Linked DNA regions of Zea mays: region 2 is linked to region 1. The links are chromatin contacts, called in public Hi-C maps. All regions are on one chromosome and are shown on one strand. The core of a region is the stretch at or near the end of the contact, and the rest is flanking DNA. Distances in the headings are between cores, read along the strand shown.

Region 1 (5,787 bases), core at 3,125-5,624:
CCAAAAAGGGGGAGATTGAAAGGGAATTAGGCTTATACCTAGTTCCTAAATAATTTTGGTGGTTGAATTGCCCAACACAAATCTTTGGACTAACTAGTTTGGTTTAGTGTATAAGTTATACAGGTGCAGAAGGTTCATTCTTAGCCAATAAAAAGACCAAAGGTTGGGTTCAACACAAGAGCAAAGGAGCAACAGAAGGCTTCTCTGGTCTGGCGCACCGGACTGTCCGGTGTGCCACCGGACATGTCCGGTGCACCAGGGGTCTCCAACTTCGAACTGCTCGGCTTCGGGAATTTCCAGAGGCCACTCCGCTAAAATTCACCGGACTGTCCGGTGTACACCGGACAGTGTCCGGTGCTCCAAGGGAGGTCGTCCTCAGGAACTCGTCAGCCTCGGGTTTTCACTCCAGCCGCTCCGCTATAATTCACCGGACTGTCCGGTGTGCACCGGACTGTCCGGTGCATCTGCGGAGCAACGGCTACTTCAGGCGCCAACGGATACCTGCAGCGCATTTATTGCGCGCCAGCGCGCGCAGGAGTCAGAGACGCCCATGCCGGCGCACCGGACAGTGAACAGTGCATGTCCGGTGCGCCACCGGACATCAAGGCGGGCCCAGAAGTCAGAACTCAAACGGTCGATTTCCAACGGCATTGGTGACGTGGCAGGGGCACCGGACTGTCCGGTGTGCACCGGACTGTCCGGTGTGCCATCGAACAGACGGCCTCCACCAACGGTCAAGTTTGGTGGTTGGGGCTATAAATACCCCAACCACCCCACCATTCATTGCATCCAAGTTTTCCACTTCTCAACCACTTACAAGAGCTAGGCATTCAATTCTAGACACACCCAAAGAGATCAAATCATCTCCAATTCCATACAAAGCCTAAGTGACTAGTGAGAGTGATTTGCCGTGTTCATTTGAGCTCTTACGCTTGGATTGCTTTCTCTCTTTCATTCTTTCTTGTGATCAACACTCACTTGTAACCAAGGCAAGAGACACCAATTGTGTGGTGGTCCTTGCGGGGAGGTTTTGCTCCCGGTTGATTTGAGAAGAGAAAGCTCACTCGGTCCGAGGGACCGTTTGAGAGAGGGAAGGGTTGAAAGAGACCCGGCCTTTGTGGCCTCCTCAACGGGGAGTAGGTTTGAGAGAACCGAACCTCGGTAAAACAAATCGGCGTGTCTCACTTCATTATTCGCTTGCGATTTGTTTTGCGCCCTCTCTCGCGGACGTGATTATATTTCTAACGCTAACCCGGCTTGTAGTTGTGATTATTTTTGAGAATTTCAGTTTCGCCCTATTCACCCCCCCCTCTAGGCGACTTTCAGTTACCATCCATGATTCTCCCGGTGGCGCCACACTATCAGGGCAAAAGACTAAAGGAAAGAATGGTTGTGTAGTGTGCGTCGATGGAACTGCTTCCATGTACCTTAAATCATCCAAGAAGTTGGTGTTCATGGGACACAGACGGTTCTTGATGAAGCAGCATAAGTACCGAAAGATGAAAGAGGAATTTAACAATCAACTGGAAAATGAAGGTGCACCAAAGCCTTATAGTGGGAAACTTGTTTTTGAAATTGTAAAGAACATTCATGTTGTATTCGGAAAGGGAAAAAACAAAGGAGAAAAGAGAAAGAGAACTGACCCTTCAACTTACACAACTTTCAAGAAGCAATCAATATTTTTCAAGTACCTCTCATACTGGAAGGATATGGAAATTTGCCACAACATTGATTTGATGCATGTAACAAAAAATGTTTTTGACAGCATCATTGGAACCTTGTTGGGCATGCCGAGTAAGACAAAAGACGGACTTAAATCACGCAATGATCTAGTAGATCTTCAAATCAGACCGGAACTTCATCCAGTGGATAGTGGCAAAGGGAAGCCTTACCTCCCCCCAGCTAGCTACAACTTGTCAGTTGAGGAGAGAACAAAGATTTGCAAATGTTTGCGTGGGGTCAAAGTGCCCACAGGTTTCTCATCCAATATCACCAGACTAGTCAGGATGAAGGACTTGTCTCTATTTGGCTACAACTCTCATGACTGTCATGTGATGATGACGGTGTTCCTCCCAATTGCGGTAAGAGCCCTCAAAACAGAGCATGTCAAAGTTGTCATCACACGCTTGTGTTACTTTTTCAATGCGGTTTCACAAAAAGTAATAGCTTTAGAAGACTTGGACTATCTAAAGGCATACATCATCGAGACTATGTGCAAGCTTGAAATGTGTTTTCCTCCATCATTTTTTGATATGCAAGTACACCTAATCATACATCTCGTGGATCAGATAAAAATATTAGGGCCACTATATTTACATCATATGTTTCAGTTGGAGCGATACCTGGGAGTATTAAAAGGTTATGTGCGAAATCGCGCTCACCCAGAGGGTTCAATCATGGAGGGATACACTACAGAAGAAGTGATTGAGAGCTGTATAGATTACATCAGTGACGGAACAATGATAGGTGTGCCTGTACCTAAACATGAGGGTAAACTATGTGGGAGAGGGAGAATGGGCAAGAAAACTTTTCGCGTTGAGGATTACAAGCTAGTACATTGTGCTCATGGTAGTGTACTACAACATCTCACGATAGCCGAGCCTTACATAGAGGAACACCTGAATGAGCTTCGTAAAGAAAATCAGAACCGCACAGAGGACTGGATCATGAGGGAGCACAAACATCGTTTCAGCGAATGGTTAATGGACAAAAACATCCCATTCGGAGACTCTTCGGATGAGAAAACAATGAAGAATTTGGCTTCTGGGCCATCGTGTTTTGTGACATCGTGGCAAGCATATGACATCAATGGGTACACATTCTACACTAAATCAAAAGACATGAAAAGTGTTGCACAAAATAGCGGTGTTCGTATCGATGCTTTTGACCTACATGGACAGAAGACCACATATTTTGGATTCATAGAGGAAATATGGGAACTTGATTATGGCCCAAGCATGAAAATACCCTTGTTTAAGTGCCAATGGGTACAACATCCCGTGGGGGTGATAGTGGATAACTACGGACTCACACTGGTAGACTTAAAGAAAGTAGGATATAAAGATGACCCGTGGGTTCTCGCCGAATGTGTTGCACAAGTGTTCTATGTACTCGATCCAGCAGATGAGAAGATGCATGTAGTTATTTCTGGAAAGCAAAAAATTGTTGGAGTTGAGAATGTGGGAGACCAAGATGAGAAATACAATAAGTATGAAGAGATATTCGTCTTTAACGGTCCAGAGAGAATCAAGCGTGTGGAAAAGAAAATTGATAAGAACTTAAAGCCATACATGCGGAAAAATGGTAGTTCATGAAAAATTGTATGAATCAAATTGTATTTGTTATCATGTATGATCGACTATGAATTGTGGTTGCCAATTAATTTAAAATCTCTCTAGTTATCTATGTGTGCTATTATAATTCATTTAAATTGTATTTGCATATTATTGTTAAAAATTAAATATTAATTCATTTAAATTGTATTTGCATATTTCTGTTAAAAAATAAAATTATTTTCATATTTAAATTGTATTTTCATAATTTTACAATCACATGCGGTTTTGTCTTAGGGTCCGCTTGTGAAAAGGATAGAGCATCACAGGCGGTCCTAAACAAAAACCGCTTGTGATACTATTACATCACAGGCGTACTAAACCGCCTGGGACATCACAGGCGGTTTTCTAACCGAACCGCGTGTGATGTAAAAATCCTACCGCTTGTATAGAGCCAAATTGTACTAGTGGTCCCAACCTAGATGTTCTGTCTGGTTTGTGTCACGAGGTGAACCGATCCGTCGTCAAGCCATCCTTGGTAGCCGTCTTCGCAGGCGTAAGTTGACGGTCGAGCTGGTTTCTTGAAAAAATATCAGATGACCTCGTCTTTCTCGTCTCCAACCCATAACGGATGATTTGACTCCGGGCTATATGATGCTGCAATCCAACACGTCATATATCTATTAGCTAGACTCGAATGCTACATTATGAAGATGACTAGGGAGGATGAAAAAGATTAAAAAAAGTTCATAACGGTGATTTTAGTGTATATCCAACGACCGTGAGTCATAGAATATCGTTAATTGCATCAGAAGGCAACTGGAATAATGATAGCAACGACATGCATGTTCCTTCCATAGTACACCGACTCGAAACCAAGCCATGGCTACAGACTGAATGAAATATTGCAGAGCAGATGTAGGGTAGAACGAGACGTAACATGTTTAGCAATGGAAAATCTGCATTGTATGCAAGTATTGTAACATATAATTCAGGTTGAGCGCCATATGGACTGGCCCCTTATGGGCTCGTAGTAGTGGTTTGCAGATAGAGATAGGAGCAGGTAGGCTACATGGACTGGTCCATGGGCTGGCTCAAGTGGGCTTTCCGTAGGAGGATGCAGGCTGGGCTTCTTATCAGAAAGATGTGCATCGAGCACCGAGCAGTCCAAGCCAGAACGGCCCGGTTACGTACGTTTGCACTATAATTAATGGTTGACCTCCCCGAGTAGGACGTACGGTATCGCGCTGTCTCGTCGTCTCATGGATCCCAGTATGCGACTCGTGCCGTCAGCCAGCTAGCCAGGAGCTACAAACCCATACATACTACAGGGCAAGACGGCGGGTTTAGATTTAGCCGACGAATACTATATGGACCTCCTGGTCGAATTTCAGTGTCAACAGAAACACGTTTTTCAGTAGAAATCGGTGCAGGGGATGATGGTGAAGATCGGCAGCATGCAGAGCGTGTATTTCACCAGATGCAAAATAAAACAGTGTGGCAATTAATTGTTCATTCTGTCTGTCTCTGGCCGCGCGCAAAAGGTCACGAATGGCACTGTGGTGTGGTCAAACGAAACATGCATGCTTACCCTAGCTTCCTCCATTAAATGGTACGTGCATGCCCTTGGCGTTATCCTATCCTATCTCACGGACCTGTAAATAGCACCAACGGTGCTGTGCTGCTGCACATGCATATATATGTACACGGCGATCATTGCCACTGCCACGTCTGCATTTTCATCATCCTTTCTTACTATAGCTGGCTGCGTACTATATATAGTGTACGCTCCTCGTATTGCTCTCATGATGCTCCGCTTTTCACGTTTCCACATTGCCGGATTGGTGATGAGTGATGACTGCAACCGGAAGTATATTCTCCCAAGAGATCGGCAAAAAGGACCTTTAGTCAATTAGTAGGAATTGACATTACACCGCTATACATCATCTCACACTAACTATCCACATCATCTCCAACTATGTCATCCCTATTAACGTTTAACTTTTCAATACATGCTATCCACATTATCTCTACTTAATTTTATTCCACATTCTTCGCAATCCAAAGCTCTCCCTTTCCGTCCCCGTCTTCTCCGGTGCCAACGTATGATCGAGCTGCCTCCTGCCGCCTGCCTGAGGCCACAGCCAAAACTTTGGTTTCTACGCAGCTTTTATGTCAACTTTGCTTCTACAAGTAGGCAAACCAAAGGGAAGAAGGATGGATGCAGACAGCGCAGGCCAGGCGCGCGTACGTGTAGGCTCCCTAGGCTTCGGTCAGTGCCTCAGCTGCATCGGCTCTTCCAGTTCTTCCAGTTCCACTTCACGCCCCGCTATATTTCTCGAGTCTCGAGAGGTTTTGTGCTGCCTCATTGAAAGTTTGCACCGCCGTGTTGCTGTGTATTCCACACCCTCTCCTGCCAGTGCGTGCAGCGTGCTGATGCATGGGCAATGCATGGCGTGAGAAGGAATTTGCGGTAGCACAAAATCTTTCTGCTCAGAGCTTGTCAACCTAGCTG
Region 2 (6,575 bases), core at 2,548-5,047, 36 kb before region 1:
GCACTAATTGGACCGGGCCGAATCGGGTTCGGGTCGTGTCCGTGCAGAGTGGTCCGTTTGGACATCTATACGCATGACCGCTCTTAATTTCTTGCGCGAACGCGTCTTTATCGCGCGCTGGACTGGTTGTTACGCCCACTCCTAGTCCTACTCCTAGGCCTCCTCCACTGCGCGGGCTCTGGCAAGCAACCGTCGGTGCTTCACAGCTTCTTCTCGCTCGATTCGGAACAGTGCCATCTATGGTGGCCTGGCCTCTTCGTCTTGTGAACCACCTCCCTTCGTCTCCATGCATGCATGTGTGTATGAGCATGGCAGGCATGCATGCAAGCTGTCTAGTGCTCCAGTAATTAAGAGCTGCCGGTCAAGCAAGCAAGCTGTATATACGAAGCGACGGGAGGAATTCCTACGCGACACGTTATGATCCGAAAAGGTCTAGATGATGCGACAACGTTGAATATAGATAACGAGAACTTTTTAGGTTAGCCTAGTTCTTCGGGTAGAGATTTTATTTTAGAGAATATATAAATCAGAAAAATATTTTTAGCTAATCTCTCGCTCTATTAGCTCGATATATTGACCGAAGCCACTGCACCTAGCTAAGGCCTAAGGCGCATCATATCACATCGGCCAGAATATATAATCATCGTTCCATGATCATATGCTAGCTCTGCCACGTACGGCCGGTACCTATACCACGGCGCCGTTGTTATTGTTAGAATGGAAAAAAAACGAAAAAAAAAGACTGGATAAAAATTCTTCATTATTTTTGACACGTTTAGCATAAACAAATGTCATCTCGAAAGGATACCTGTTGTTGGGTTCGTACGTGTAACCTACGACATTAGCCAACAAGATGCCTTGGGATGTTTTTGGCTTGTGGCAAGAAAATTTAAAAAAAATGCACCAAGAAGTTTTCATCAATCATATATTCATGTTGTGACCAGAGACAACTATTTGGGTGAGATGACCACATCGATGGGTTATTAACACCACCTGATGCCATCTTCCATACATTGTCTCCAGCCGCTTATATATCCATCCTATCTCTCATTACATCTTCTATTTGAAATTTCACTCTATAGACAGTACAGTGTAAAATAATGTTTTATGCGATCATATACACAATCTGCTGAAGACAGACTTAGCTACGTCTTACTAAATTTGCCACATTTTTTAGTTTTGTCAATAAATATGGCTGTTGCAACCGTTAAGCCGTGGCATCCTTATGGCTGCCAAACAAAACAAGCGCTAAGGTCTTCTTGTGGCAGGTAGCTATGACCGATTTGGTTCGACACCGTCCGATCCCTTTTGCTTTACATATATACCTCTGCACTGCAAATGATGTCTCCCTCTCAACCGTTACGTACGTGCTGTAGGAAGAAATAAGAAGCTATATTATCATCTGTTAATTAGTCTTTATTGTACGTTCTCCGATCCTTTGGTCTGAGCTAATAGCTAGTAACGTTGCGTAGGCTAGGATTTGGTAGATAAAGATAGCTAAGCATCTCAGTTTTCGGTACCGGCCAGTTTTCGTTCGGTTTAAAGCAAATTTAACCTCGACGTGATCGACACGTGTAGCATCGTCACTTCCGTATAACAAACAGTCAAACCAAACAGGGATGCAACCACTTGTCAGATAACATATGTGCCTACACGTACGATGTGTATATTTTTTTACAAGTTCTAATATATCTAGAGATGCAAATGCATATTTGTATTTGAGACAAATAAGAATGCACATTTATTAAGTAAGTTGTTGTAGAATATAATAAAGGAAGACGCGGTTTGAAAGATAAGACTACTGATGAAGCATACTGAAGTTTTAAGTAGTGTGTTTGACAGACAAAATATTTTAAAACTATGGTTTTAGAATACTACAGTTTTAAAATGTCATGATATAACCGTAGTGTTTTTTACATCACTTTTAGCAATACGTGTTCGGAGACAAAGTATCCTAAACTATAATATTTAGTGTACATGTGCAATAATGCTAGTCACAGAGTATTATATGTGTTCGTCTCTTGGGTTTTGAGAATAGGATGGACACGCTTGACTCCTCAAGTGTTGGCAGAATTGTAATATAAAAAAAATGAGTAACACACATCATATATAGATACTACAAGGTTATTACAAGTATTGGCAAAATTGCTAAGCTGCTTCTATTTTTTAAAATTTTGATATGCATCATATAGGAAAAAGTGGTGTTGCCAATAGCAATTGCAGTTCGTGGCACGCTTGTCTATCGATGTTTACAGCTGCTGCTTTTCGTCGGTAATTGGGTGAGCCGTCATCTCGCCATCCTAGGGGCTTATTAGCATAGTTTCCGTGCGCGTGTGACAAACGAAGTCGATCGAGAGATATTATGCGTGTGCGAGATGTAGTGTAGAGTATAAATATAGCTAAGGCTGTCACGATGTAGTGTGTGTTCGGACGCGCATACTACTCTATAATTTATGGTCTATAGCATGCAGCTAGCAGCATGTTACACGATCGGCCCCCAGCCCGTTTCGTTACCATTACCATGCAAGTTTTGTTCTGTTTAAAGCACGCGTGCTTCGTCGCATCACAAAATTTATTCCTCTCTAGTCTTTCAGGAAATATATAGACGTATATATAGCACGTACTGCATTTGGTAATTTGTTAGTGGTCTTAGTTAACTTGCGATTTTGTTTAGAAAATCGCCAATACAAATATATTTACGATGATAATTTGTAATTGATCTTTTATAACTTTTCAAGTGGTCTCAAATTGGAAAATACTCCCTCCATCCCAGGATGATATAAGACTTAACCACTTTTTATTCTTGTCCTATAATATAAGACGTGCTCTCTCTCTCTCTATATATATATACACGTATATCGATACAGTGGTATAAACATAATTAAGTATATTTTTTGGTCTTTGAACTAGAGCTGATTACATCTTATATACTGGGACGGAGGGAGTAGTTTAGATGAAAGCTATAGTACTTAAAAAGGTTTACAATTTTGTAGTTGTCTATTGATTTTTTTATCTGAAGCTATTTACACTACCAAAAACATGCTCTGTTGTCGAGTGTTTTTGTGTCCAGTAGTGTTAGGCTCCAAAAATTACATTCGATTTTTTCAGATTTAAAATCCAAAAATCTCAAATGATCATAAATGAAGAAACAACCAGAAACCAAAGCTGTAGAACTTAAAAAAATTACAAACCGTTATAGTTGACAACCTCTTTATTTGGAGTTTTAGAATACTCATTTAAAAATGAAATCAAAATAAAATATGGTAGACAAATCTTGTAAATGGATATGAGAGCCTTTTTGGTGGCAGAGGTCATATAGTGTCACCGTCTACACCAGTTTACTCAAAGTTACATTATTTTGTACTATTTTGTATTTTAGTTTGTACTGTTCATAGAGTAAAATTTAAATATAAATATAGAGAGATAGATAAAGTGCTGGAGATAGTCTCAAACCTCGGTTGCCGTGACTGCTAGTTATCTTGAAAAAGCAACAAGGTATTTATATATACTTAGTACTCTTGAGGTTCTCTAGCAAACACACGAGAAATTTACAGCTTTCACTATCCTTTTACATTGGCGGCTAGTAAAACGTCATTAAAAGTAGTGATCGAACCGTCAATAATAACGACGTTCTAGATGTTGTACTAGTGGTTAAACCTCGACACGAGACTACATAGGAGTAGCACTAGCACCCAACAAACGGCCAAACCAGACATCCAGCCAGCCCAAGTGCCCAACTAGTCAACCTGCGATCGATCACATGCCTACACACTTCCTATATATAGCGACTCGCTAAACCATGGCACGGCACCGGCCACGTACGACTCACAAGTTCACACTCCACAGCAAGTTCACCACTGAGTAGCAGCTACCGCCATGTTGATCGCCACCACCATGCCACGAGGTTTCGCTTTCGCGGCGCCATGCCGCAGCCTCCAGACGACGACAGTCAGGTGCAAGGCTACCGGCGCCGCCGACCGCCGCGACGTGCTCCTCGGCCTCGGCGGGGCGGCGGCGTCCGGCCTCCTCAGGTCGTCGTCCTCGTCGAGCAGCGGCGGCGCGCCCATCCAGGCGCCGGACCTCCGGAACTGCCACCCGCCCGACCTCCCCGACACGGCGGAGGATGTGAACTGCTGCCCGAGCCCGGGGATCGTCGACTTCACTCCTTCGCCGCGGCTCCGCGTGCGCCCGGCCGCTCACCTGGTGGACGCGGAGTACGTGGCCAAGTACGAGAAGGCCGTGGCGCTGATGAAGCAGCTGCCGGACGACGACCCGCGTAGCTTCGCGCAGCAGTGGCGCGTGCACTGCGCCTACTGCGACGGCGCGTTCGACCAGGTCGGGTTCCCGGACCTGGAGATCCAGATACACAACTGCTGGCTCTTCTTCCAATGGCACAGGTGACAGCCGGATAGATCCACATGCATGCATGCTTCCGTGTTGTGTAGGGTGTTACGTGAACTTGCTCGTGTCGTGTATGCTTCAGCGATTAATTAATAATTAATTCGCGCGCGCGCAACTTTTTTTTTTTGTTACGCAGCTTGATTAGTTTCACAAATTGGACAACGCGTGTGCAGGTTCTACCTCTACTTCCACGAAAGGATTCTTGGGAAACTCGTCGGCGACGACAAGTTTGCACTGCCGTTCTGGAACTGGGATGCGCCCGGCGGCATGTCGCTGCCGGCGATCTACGCCGACAAGTCCTCCCCGTTGTACGATGAAAGGCGTGACCCTGCTCACCAGCCGCCATTCACGCTTGACCTCGACTACGACGGGACCGAGCCAACCATACCAAGAGCTCAGCAGATCGATCAGAATCTAATGATCATGTACCGTCAGGTCAGTAGTATTACCGTACGTACGCGTGCTAGCATAGCTAGTTGTCTTGTCCTAGTCGTACACAATATTTCACCCTCAGACTGACCGCAACGCTGCCCCCTCCCCTGCCCCCTCCCCTTGCATGCGGCGCGTAGGGGGCACCCTATGGCCGCAGCGGTGCCCCCTACAGCGCCCCCTACGTGTCGGTCCCCTTCTCTCTCCCCCCAGATCTAGCGTGTCACTGTTCATCACCCTAAACAATGTGTTGTGGGTCCACGAGTAATTATTAGTAGATAAAAATTTGATAGTTGATATAGAAAATGATATTTTATAGCAGTAGTGGGGTATAGGGGGAGTATTTAGGGGGAACCGCTGCGGGAGAAGAAAAAATAGGGGGAAAATAGGGGGGAAAAGTGATATAGGGGGAAAAATTTAGGGGTAACGGTTGCGGATAGCCTCATAATGTGTCAGGTTAGCGTAACACTGCAGTGACATTGGACAGTCAATTATTTTACGTAATTGAATTGAACACTTGATCTCTGATTAGCACATGGATGGAAACACATGTCTCTGCTCTACGTCAGATGATCTCCGGTGCCAAGAAGAAGGAACTCTTCTTTGGGATGCCTTACCGCCAGGGCGACCAGCCAGATCCGGGCGCGGGCACCGTCGAGAGCATCCCGCACAACCCAGTACACTTCTGGAGCGGCGACCCGAGGCAGCCGAACGGCGAGGACATGGGCAACTTCTACTCCGCCGCGCGCGACCCGCTCTTCTTCGCGCACCACGGCAACATCGACCGCATGTGGTCGGTCTGGAACGGCCTCCGCCCCGGCAACAGCGACTTCACCGACCCCAGCTGGCTGGACGCCAGCTTCCTCTTCTACGACGAGGAGGCCCGCCTCGTCCGCGTGCGCGTCCGGGACTGCCTCGACACCGCTGCCCTGGGCTACGCCTACCAGGACGTCGCCCTGCCGTGGCTGAACGCCAAGCCGGCCAAGGAGGCCGGGTCTCCGGCGCCCACCGCGGGCGCGCTCCCGGCGACACTGAACCAGACCGTGCGGGTGGCCGTGACGCGGCCCAAGACCTCGAGGACCCGCAAGGAGAAGGACGCCAAGGAGGAGGTGCTGGTCGTCCAGGGGATCGAGATCGCTGACCACTCGAGCAGGTTCGTCAAGTTCGACGTGTTCGTGAACGACTCCCAGAGCGGGGGCGGCATGCCGGCGGCGGCGCAGTGCGCGGGGAGCGTGGCGCTGACGCCGCACGCGGTCCGGCCTGGGAAGGGCAAGGGCACGGTGAAGACCGTGGCGAGGTTCGGCATATGCGACCTGCTCGACGACATCGGTGCTGACGGGGACAAGACGATCATCGTGTCGCTCGTGCCGAGGTGCGCCGGGGACATGGTAACTGTTGGTGGCGTCGGGATCGAGTATGTCGGGTGAGGTCCTACGTCCTACTCCTACCGGACTGAGAGTACAGGTGCTAACGCGTAGCAACATCTGCTCTACGAGTATATATGAGGTATATATATACACGAATAACTGTGTGATGATTTACGAGTATACCTACGTGTATCGCGGAGTGTGGGATTTGTGTTTGTGCTGCCCAAACAGCAGGATGCTAGAAAAAACTCAAAGATATTTAAGTTAAAAATTTTAATTCTTGGATCACTATTCACAACGTATTCAAATTTGGTGTTCAAAATTTCTAATGCAAAATTCAATACAATGTATATATATTACTATTAATATATAATGCTC

The links. Hi-C and Micro-C count contacts between places; a contact is called where the count stands out from the background.
Region 2: a contact with region 1 is called in a Hi-C map of ear, with 3 times the contacts expected there. The contact joins the promoter of LOC103641967 here to the enhancer-like site in region 1. A contact is called at or near these places in 6 of 25 Hi-C or Micro-C datasets (ear, leaf and tassel).

What each region holds. Positions count from the first base shown.
Region 1 is chr10:140,079,983-140,085,769 of Zm-B73-REFERENCE-NAM-5.0, reverse strand. No RefSeq gene overlaps it. Among protein-coding and RNA genes, the nearest start is that of LOC103641967, 34 kb to the left of the region's middle. Within about 2 kb of position 4,374, at least 17 of the 20 cell types and tissues checked have an H3K27ac peak or open chromatin away from gene starts, as enhancers often do. A contact at or near this core is called in ear, leaf and tassel, where this site is marked.
Region 2 is chr10:140,114,163-140,120,737 of Zm-B73-REFERENCE-NAM-5.0, reverse strand. LOC103641967 (polyphenol oxidase, chloroplastic) reads left to right here and starts at 3,797. Exons shown (of 3, transcript XM_008665268.4): 1 at 3,797-4,397; 2 at 4,575-4,836; 3 at 5,400-6,488. The coding sequence starts at 3,877. The coding sequence ends at 6,257.